2 separate regions of the Choristoneura fumiferana genome follow, and region 1 is linked to region 2. A link is a contact called in public Hi-C data. All regions are on one chromosome and are shown on one strand. Each heading gives the region's core, a stretch centred on a gene start, on an enhancer-like site or on the middle of the called end of the contact. The rest is flanking DNA. Distances are from core to core; before and after follow the strand shown. Region 1 holds the start of LOC141444185 (TIP41-like protein). Region 2 holds the start of Capr (Cell cycle associated protein caprin family member).

Evidence for each region. A called contact is a pair of places that touch in the nucleus more often than the background predicts.
Region 1: a contact with region 2 is called in a Hi-C map of whole pupa, with 4 times the contacts expected there. The contact joins the promoter of LOC141444185 here to the promoter of Capr in region 2. A contact is called at or near these places in 2 of 2 Hi-C or Micro-C datasets (both in whole pupa).

Annotation. Positions count from the first base shown.
Region 1 is chr2:13,981,788-13,986,552 of NRCan_CFum_1, forward strand. LOC141444185 (TIP41-like protein) reads left to right here and starts at 2,072. Exons shown (of 6, transcript XM_074109654.1): 1 at 2,072-2,223; 2 at 2,301-2,458; 3 at 3,199-3,378; 4 at 4,227-4,440. The coding sequence starts at 2,209. Drp1 (dynamin related protein 1) reads right to left here and starts at 1,653. Exons shown (of 16, transcript XM_074109626.1): 1 at 1,394-1,653; 2 at 964-1,108. The coding sequence starts at 1,495.
Region 2 is chr2:13,761,350-13,766,225 of NRCan_CFum_1, forward strand. Capr (Cell cycle associated protein caprin family member) reads right to left here and starts at 2,975. Exons shown (of 4, transcript XM_074109492.1): 1 at 2,734-2,975; 2 at 492-674. The coding sequence starts at 2,856. mtSSB (mitochondrial single stranded DNA-binding protein) reads left to right here and starts at 3,839. Exons shown (of 3, transcript XM_074111370.1): 1 at 3,839-4,021; 2 at 4,312-4,402. The coding sequence starts at 4,004.

The DNA.
Region 1 (4,765 bases), core at 822-3,321, 220 kb after region 2:
ACAAAGTCATCATCACATTTATCTATCACATAGAATTTATCAATGAGTGATGAAACAAGCCCTCAACCAAGAAGTTTTGGCTAAAAATCTTATATCTAATTCAAGCTGTATTTGCTGGAAGTACTTTTTATGCACTATAATTTTCAGATATACCTACCTACTAAATTTCAAGTCTATCTAACACCTTTAAATCAGCAATTCTTGTATATACATAATCAGAATCTCGGAAACGGCTCCAACAATTTCGATGAAATTTGGTATGTGGGGGTTTTCAGGGATGAAAAATCAATCTAGCTCGGTTTTATCTCTGGGAAAACGCTTATTATCGAGTTTTAGCCTGAGCAAAGCTCGTTCGCCCAGGCACTTAGAGTACTATGAGTGAAACTTTAACTGCAAGATTAATTTAAATCAACTAATGCAAACAAACCAAATCAACAACAAATGGTAGACATTGTTAAGTGTAAAACTATCTAAAATAAAAAATCCTTATTTAACAAAAAGGCACAAAAGGTCTTGTAAGAAAACATTGAATAAAGGGCATACTGATCAAAAAAATTAAAATCAACACAAATAGATAACATACTTGTTAAGATCAATAATTTTCAATTCATGCTGACTTTATAACCTACATTGATGCCAACTAATAGCAAGCAGTTATTGAGATGATAGACACAATAGCACAATCATTGGATTATTATGTGTTGGCATTGAAGAATCACAAAGGCACAATAAAACCGATGTTGCATGACATAAAAATTGAAAACATTCTTTGTACCAAGATTTGCATTATCAACAAAGTCAGGGTTAAACAAGCCAATGAATTAAAAAATTAGGTCAATAACATTAAATGTTCTTTTTTCACATAAAAAGCAAAACACAAAACACAAGTCTAATTAGTCTTACAAATTATGAATATAGCAACTAGCTAGTGTACATAAATAAGGTACTGAGAGGCGTCCTTACCTTCTTCAGCAGATCGGTGTTCCTTGCTATCTTTGGGGCTGTATACTAGCTGTAAGATGAGGGGCCGCCGAGTAACGATGCCCGTACCACGGGGCAGAAACGAGCGCCCAACTAAACTCTCGATCACGGAACTCTTCCCTGAACTCTATCATTAAGGAAAAATAACTTTATTAATAAGTTATTAACTAACAAGATCATTGGAATGAAAAGAAAGTACAGTTTCGCATGCAGTGTTAGTAACGATGTCCGTTAATGAGACTGGACAATGGTCAATGACAGCAGTTAGCCAGTTCACTGAAATTAAATGGGGACAAAGAACTTTGTGACATAACAACCAATATCTTGAAGGCCAGGGCACATGGCTCTTTTATATCAATTTTTCAATTAAGTATCATTCACGTTGTTACGCAACAACAAGAAAAATATGTACCTGTGTTCCTAAAACTATGATTTGAGGTAACTGGATGGCATCTGCTCCGACCGTATTAAAAACGTCTTGTAATTTATTTATAACAGGTATAAGTGCTTCCATAATTAGCTAAAGGATTTAATACACTCAGGAAATGTAATTACGTTGTGATTTTAAGTTCAATAAAGACCGAAAATATTGTTCCAACGAACTTTTAGCAAAACACAATAACACGACCGGTAAAAATCGGCCATATTGATTTCAGAAATTTGACACAGGGTTGCTGTTGTGAAAAATATTTGTCTCCTTCTCCTGTTGGAGGACTTGGAGGTACACAGCGAAAGTTCACGCTATAACATCGTGTATCACCGCGCGTCACGAATAGAGGGCTTTATTGCTTTAAAGCGAACTCTATCGATCCCTTTACAACACAAAGAAGGATTAGATTCAATAGGTGGTGCCAGATAATAATAAAATAAAAAACAAAAATGTAACCAATCATACATAAACCCGGATTTTTAAACCCACGGACTGACAAGGAATTAGTTATTATCAATTGTGAGATGTAATTTTTTTTTCTGGGTAGTTAATGTTTTGCCCTATGGGCTAATGTGACAAATTTGTACGTTGCCCGTTTCAAAAAAAAAAAAAAAAAAAAATGTATAGTCTGTGCTCGCTTGCTATCCTATCTGTCAAAGTGCCAATGTCCTCCTCTATCTATCAAAATTGACTTGACAACTTCTTGACTGACAAGCCAGCCAGCCAAAGCCAGAAAATATTAAAAATCAAACCTTTAAATATTCTTCTTAAAAACTACCAATTCAATTTCTAAGACAATGCTTACTTTACAGGTCAGTTGTGTTTAATTCTTGCAAGGTTTTTTAATGTCTCAGAACGTTCACCATTACCTACAAAATTCATGTTACAGGAGACAAGCGTCGATGCTAGGCGGCATCCCAGTAATTTGAACTCGATAGAGTTCGGTCCGTGGCATATATCTTACGATATGAGCTGTATCCTGCCCAGCATGTGTTCAACGAAAGTTGTTTGCGAGAGGAATGATGATCAATTTTGCCAATTTTGTATGTAAGTATGCTATGCTATGCTGCTTGTTAGCAAGATTCTGGGCGGATTTTAAGATGCTTTATAAGGCAAGTAAGGCGTGAGATGAGAAAATTCGTTACTTATAGATTGAGACATTACCTACAATTTCATACTTTTTTCAGTAATTAGACTAATTTAGACAGTATTTATACCTGAAATAAAAATAAGTTTTTGAGAAAACTAAATATTATAGACACTTTCTTTATAGATTGACTTGATTATTGCATTGTCATTGAAGCTCTGTAATAAATGTACCAAGTTTCAAGTGAATCAAATCATTGGAAGTGAGTTTAATTGCAATAAAAAGATGTTAATTTTAAAAATAGGTAATTTTCGTTTACCTATTACTTTGCTTGATGATAGCATCAATGTTCAAGAATTTCCAAACAACCAAGAGGGAATAATGTTACAAGCACAAACAAAACAAATGTGGTAAGCAGTTTTTTCTGTTCATTGTGTAGCTGATATGCTTGCCACTAGGTTTACTTGATAACACATGTAATGAACAGAGAGAACACTTGACTCTAGGGGTGTGTAGTCATAGCTGGGCCTTTAAAATAACTAAGTTTCAAAAGTTTGCACACGAAGTAAAGTAAAAGTTGTGTACTTCATATTTTGTAATAGACTCATTAGAAGTTAAGCCACACTGCTTTAGCAGGCATGTTCTAAATTTAATTTGTAGTTTGCTTTTTAATCTGTGTAGTGGTAATTTTTTTTTTCAGATACTGTAAAGAGCTTAGCATCCCACATTTTCCTGACATGGTGTTTCCCAAGAACAATTTGTCATTGACACACCAAAATGGTGCTAAAATCAGTTTTAACCCTTTGGATGCTCTAAAACTTGTGGCTTGTACTGTTGACGCTATTGAGGTGTCTTGTGCTGAAGTGTGGCAAGAGGCTAGGTAAAAAGCTATTTAATTTATATTTTTAAATAGATGGTTACCTACTAGATAATACCTGTGACTTTAAACTCAAACCATCCAGATAGGCACAACCTATAAGTACTTTGTTTTTTTAGCATTAGAAAGAAAGTAAGCGATCTTGACATGTCTTTTTATTGAAGAAACATTTTGAAAAATAGGTCACAGCAAATATGTAACAAATAGCAAGGGCATATAATAATTTACATGCTCTTGGCATCATAAGTAATAGTTACTGTTTTTTCAAAAACGTTTTTCAATACAATGACTTGTCATATTGTTTACCCTTTTTCCAATGCTAAAAAAAAACAAAGTATAGGGCTTCTCAAGGCTAGAGTGAATAGGCTTTTACTGAATCAGTGTAATATGTACATCTTTTGGCTTCATCTACACTTTTCATCAGGTGAGATAGGTGTCAATGATGGGCCAGTTTTATGTAAAAGAAAAACATGAGTTTTTTTAGAAGCTTATATTTTAACAAGGCTTTAGTACACCAAATGTGACTATGTCAGCCTCATGGGGAACCTCAGATGCATGTTACACTCTCCCTTGTACCGAAACCTAGTCTCTGGATGCAAAGGCCCGTCTAATGAACTTGTATCACCATAGTTTCTTCTGAGTGGTCAGAGAGAGAATCAAAATCATAAGTTAAATTGAATTTCTAGGATTTTACTATATTTAGTTGAAATTTTGGAATTTTGGCTGTTGAACTTTATGGTACTTAACCACTGGACTTTTTTCTTTTTCTTCAACATAGTCAGGTTTTTGTTTTTAAAATTTATTTCTTATTTTTAATATTTGAATGAAGCTTGAATTTTTATTTTATTTAGACCAGATGCAACAAAGAAGAAAAAATCTTTTGACTGGACTTTTTCTACAAACTACCAGGGGACCCTGTCTGATAATATAATTGTAGAGCCCTCGGAGGAGGGTATTAATTTTGAATTGTTGAAGCAAAAAGATCAGATATTATTCTATCATGATTTAACATTGTTTGAGGATGAACTGCATGATCATGGAATATCCAAATTGTCAGTCAAAATTGTAAGTATTTTTTTTTTTTTTGTGTAATCATATACTTACACCTCTCCATTTCTTCCGTGGATGTCGTAAGAGGCGACTGAGGATATAGGTTAAGGTATACCGTAGACGACAGGCTAGCAACCTGTCACTATTGTACCATTTTCGTCAAACTTAAAACCTAAAATTGCTAAAAGTGGCTCCGAAGCAGTAACATTTCGTGTGCTCTGCCTACCCCATATTGGGAATACAGGCGTGATGTTTGTGAGTGTGTGTGTGTGTGTGTGTGTGTGATTCCTAGTTATGTTTGATAAAATCTGTTCAGCGGTTTTTGAGATGCTGAACTTTG
Region 2 (4,876 bases), core at 1,725-4,224:
ACAGCAATCTTAGGATAAATGTCTCATTAATCCAAATGAAAAGGCAATTTTTTGTTCTTATGTAATGAAGCACAATTCTGTAGTGTGGATATTTTTGATAGGTTTTTTTATAAGATAGGGGGCAAATGGCCAACTAACACCTAATGGAAAGCAATTACTACCGCCCATGGACAATTGGACACCCATAACACAAGTTGAGTTATGGATGCATTGCTGGCCTTAAGCTTAGCATGTTTTAAGGTTAGACTTATACTGTAGGCAAATAAGGACAAAAATTTCAAGATATTGCAAATATTCATTTTGCCAAGACATTTGGTTGTTTTGTAAACCAAAAAATTAACTTTTAGAGCTAGCAGCAATTTCATAGATTATTACTCAATATTTTATTAATAAAATGGAATTCTGAACACAGGGGTTTGGTTTTGTTCCAGAACTCTTAACATCATTATCATAATATAAAAAAAAAAAATACCTTAATCTATTATACATACCTTTTTTGCTTGCTTTTTAGCTTCCCTCTCTGTTGAGATAGCAATAGACGTAATTTGCTTGGAGAGTTCTCGAGCAAACTCTAATGTCTGGGCCACCTCATCATACTTGGCAACTGCTATCTTCTGATCAGCATTAAGTTCTTTGCCAGACTTTTGTAAGTCTCTGTAGGATGTTAACTTACTCTAAAAGAAAACAAAAATACAACAATTAAGTTGCTGTTTGTTCAGTTTTTCTTAACAGGCACGAAAGAGATTAAACAATCAACTAATGATTAAATGTGCCGTAAGTTCACATTACTTAATTTGGCTGTGAAGGGTTACTTTGGTCCTTGGCTTGGTTAACTTGGTCTTGGTTTTATTATTGCTTTGCAAATATGGCTCTTTGCCATGTGGTTGGTGTAAATTAATTGATCATATTTTTATGTTTGATTGTTTTTATTGGACCCTACTTTATGTGGCTTTTATATGGGCCAATGTTACTCTCCAATGGGTCCCAAATTACTCAGATATTGTCATTCCATATCCATGCATATAAGCATATAATATCCCAGGACCCAGACCAATTGCCAATACAAGATTATTTGCTTATGCATATTATTATTTCCTGTAAATGTAAGGGACATAAAAAACAAAGGTTGTACTTGAGAGATTGGTAAACATACTTTATATCTATTAAATTTCCAAGACTCATATAGTCAGATCAGACTTTCCTAATTTTCATACAAAATATCTGGGAACTCAAGGTTCACAGGCAAATTCTCTAGCAGAATTATCAGTTTATACTAAATCAGATATTTGGTTAATTATTTACCTAAACTTCAGTTTGACAGGTTAACATGGATATGCTATAAGGTTTTAAGGTTGCTAGAAATACCTACCTACATACAACATTTCATAGAACTCATTGAGTTTAACATTCTTAAATAATACTTGTAAGAGGTTATTCATTGCCAAACAAGTCTCCTTATTAATGTAATTCTTTGTTAATTAAAATGCCAATCCCAATGACACATTTTATTTACAATAAAACTAGGAAAACTTGTATAGTCATAGCAGCCTTAACTACTCATGGAAGAAAATGTCCATATTGATTTGTCATGATTATACATATCTGAGACTTATTGAAACATATACCTAACTGGTTTATTCAGCCAGGTGTTGCTTTGTTGTTGTTTTAAAAATAAATGAATTGAATACCAAAAAATCATCTCCAAATGCAAATAGTAGTCATACATTTGTTGTTGATATGTCTATTTGTCAATAATTAGTTACTTTTAATAACGCAAATGTGCTTGAACTAATAGAATGATCAAATTTCAGTGCAGTAGCCTAGCCACCTGTTTTCCTGCAGTTCTAAGCATTTAACAGATCTAACTGGACACTGTATTGTTTGACATCTCTTTCAGACAGTGTGATAGAAGTGGTCAAAACAATAAAGATGCCAAGTGTGTTGGACAATAAGGCCTCTGTGTCTATTAGCATAAAATAGTGCATAGCAGTGGTTTCTATAAGTATTGCAAACAGTTAATTGTGTAGCTTAAAAGTGGAAAAGATAAGATTGGACTTAACCAGTTTTAAATAAGTAGATCAGAATAGTTGAAAAGTTGAAATCATAACATTGAAAATATACATATTTTGAGGGATTTTTCGAATCGAAAAAGTGAACTTTCAATTCAACCCTGGTTATGATAAAAACCCTGTAGATTTCTTCAATACCAAATAATGAAAATGTCGTGTTTGGATTAGTATGACTCAAAGTACTCATAAACATGTTTTCACATGTTGTATTGTGGACAAACAAAGGCATCTTAGTCTTTCACCGGCACCTGGTTTCGATATCTACTCTTTTATCATAATGGTGCAATCATCAATATCAACATCATGTTATTATCAACAAAATCCACAAATACAATAGTAGTTTAAATAAAGCACCGGGAATTTACAACACGTGTTACTTTATTTAAAGGTGCCGGTTTAAAAAAGTGAGTGCTCCCCATGTTTGAGGACTCGTTACGTTTCTCTTTTGTATCGTCAACACTGAGCACATGTAAAAATGGCGTCAGCGATTCACGGCACCTTTATCCGCTTGATTTGGGGTCTAAATCACGAAAGATTTCTCGATTCAATCATGCATGATAATAGAGATATTTTATAAACAGTAGATAACTAGGAAGTATTTTACAAATGGTATACAAATGCGAGTGGGTGTTGGTATTGTGGAGTAAATTAGCAATATACATACCTTTCTTTTCTCCAAATTACGAATCTTATGCTCAATTATCGTCATGACTTGTCGTACTGGTGAATTATCCGTGGCCTCCGAAGAGGCCGGCTTTTCGGACTTGGGATTCGCAGCTGAAGGCATCCTTCACAGGCAACAACTTTTCCAGGATTGAGTATGGTGGTGGTTTTTGGAGTTATAACTTTACTATATATAGATAGGTATAACCACAAACACAACTGTCAACGAAACCAACGAATGAAAAAAAGGAAAACGACGCACGTACATTTTTGAAACTTGCAACATTATTTTTAGGCCGATTAACATATAGATATACACAAAACTGATTGCACTTTTGCTCTAGCTAGATACAAACAACCTTTCTGATATTTATTTTATTTTATTTTTAATTTACATTTGCGATCTAATTTTGATAAGGAAGGGTCAGGATAGGAAGTATTTTTGTCAGACTTTAGTGATAATATGCGCCGACGTTTAGCGAATATTGAAAATCGTTTATTGTTTGTGGTTGGTAATTCCTGTATTGCCAGTGTAAAGTTTTAAAACTAAACGCAATGTATCAGGGCTTTAAATACCGTTAAAAAGTGGTAACGTTACCAACTGTCAAACCGATTTAACGTTAAATGATAATTAACGTTAAACGATTTACCGTTACTTATACAACTTTTTACCGGTATAAAAAATGGGAACGTTATCAGCTATTCATTAAATTAACTTTATTTCAAAAGTATCGTTAAATCATTTTAACGGTATTTATATTACTATTTACCGGTAAGCTTGAGTAACGTTAAATGGCAGATTATCCTCATTTATCGAGCGAGTATGCACGCGCTAAATTAGCAAAATTACCGATAGTGTTACTTCGGTATCGTTATAATAATAATGTGAATTGGGTAAAGTTAACAAGCCCTACAATGTAAAGTAAATTTACCGGTAAAAATAACGGTAATTAGGTAACGTTAAATAATGTTAACATATCAATTAACGTTAAATTTTAATATCGGTACTAGGTATTTTTATGTTTTTACCGTTATTTAACGTTACTTATAGTGTGAATTTAGTAACGTTAACAAGCCCTGCAATGTGTGGCGTTTAGGTTTTTTTTTTGTTACATTACTTACATACAAACAAACCACAGACAGAGTACATTTGAAAAATAATAAACTAGTTAGTTTTAGTTAACTAACTTAGTGTGACTTTTGCTGATCCACTCAACGGAATAATATATTTTCTGTTAAGATTCATTGCTAAACCATCTTTAATTTGCATCATGTTTCGCCTTCCGAGTGTAAGTACCTTTGCAATGAACCTTTTTTTATTCAGTCCTGATTGATTACCACATATTTCTTGTTCACCGGTAGGCACTCGATAATAACCGTGAATACAAAAACAATGCTTTTATTCATTTCCCGCGAATATTGCTTCATGCAGTCATTTTAATCTAGTTAGTTCTTTTTTACTAATATATTCCCAAGGTAAGCTTCAGCTTGATAAATTCTTCGTTTGATAGGTTATACGAACATGAGACTGGAAAAAGCGTTTTTTGTAATAATACAAATACTTGCTTTTGTATTTTAGATAATAGGTGGCATAAGTCAATCAATCACCGCCAAATATTCGGCAGTTCATACGACAGCTTTACGCTTTGAATCACAAAAAACAGAAAAAAGTAAGTACCTTCTTTTGCACACCGCAATAGACATTAGCGGACATCGGAAGTTATCGGGGCTATTAATTTTTAGACACCATTGTGTACCAATAGAGAAATCTTTCTCCAGGTGGATGTTATTGGCTAAATTAAATTGTTTGTATGTTGATAAACTCACATATCTTTACTTACTTCTCTTATACTTTGCTCCTAAAGTGGTGATCACATTCTGCTTCAAATAAAATATAAGTTTTCTAATAATGTAATACCTTTATTAATATCACCTGGGTTAATATTGCAGCAGCTGCGATCACAAGTAGACTGCACTTGAGTGAGAGTAAATTAAGTCCCGGGTGATATTAATTGTAAGTGAGAATTATGAAAGTTTAAAACACAACAATATAGCTTTTGCTGATTATACCACAAAAATCTATTTTGACTATTGATATCAAAATTATTTGGATACGCAGATGGGTAGATGCACTGTATATTTAA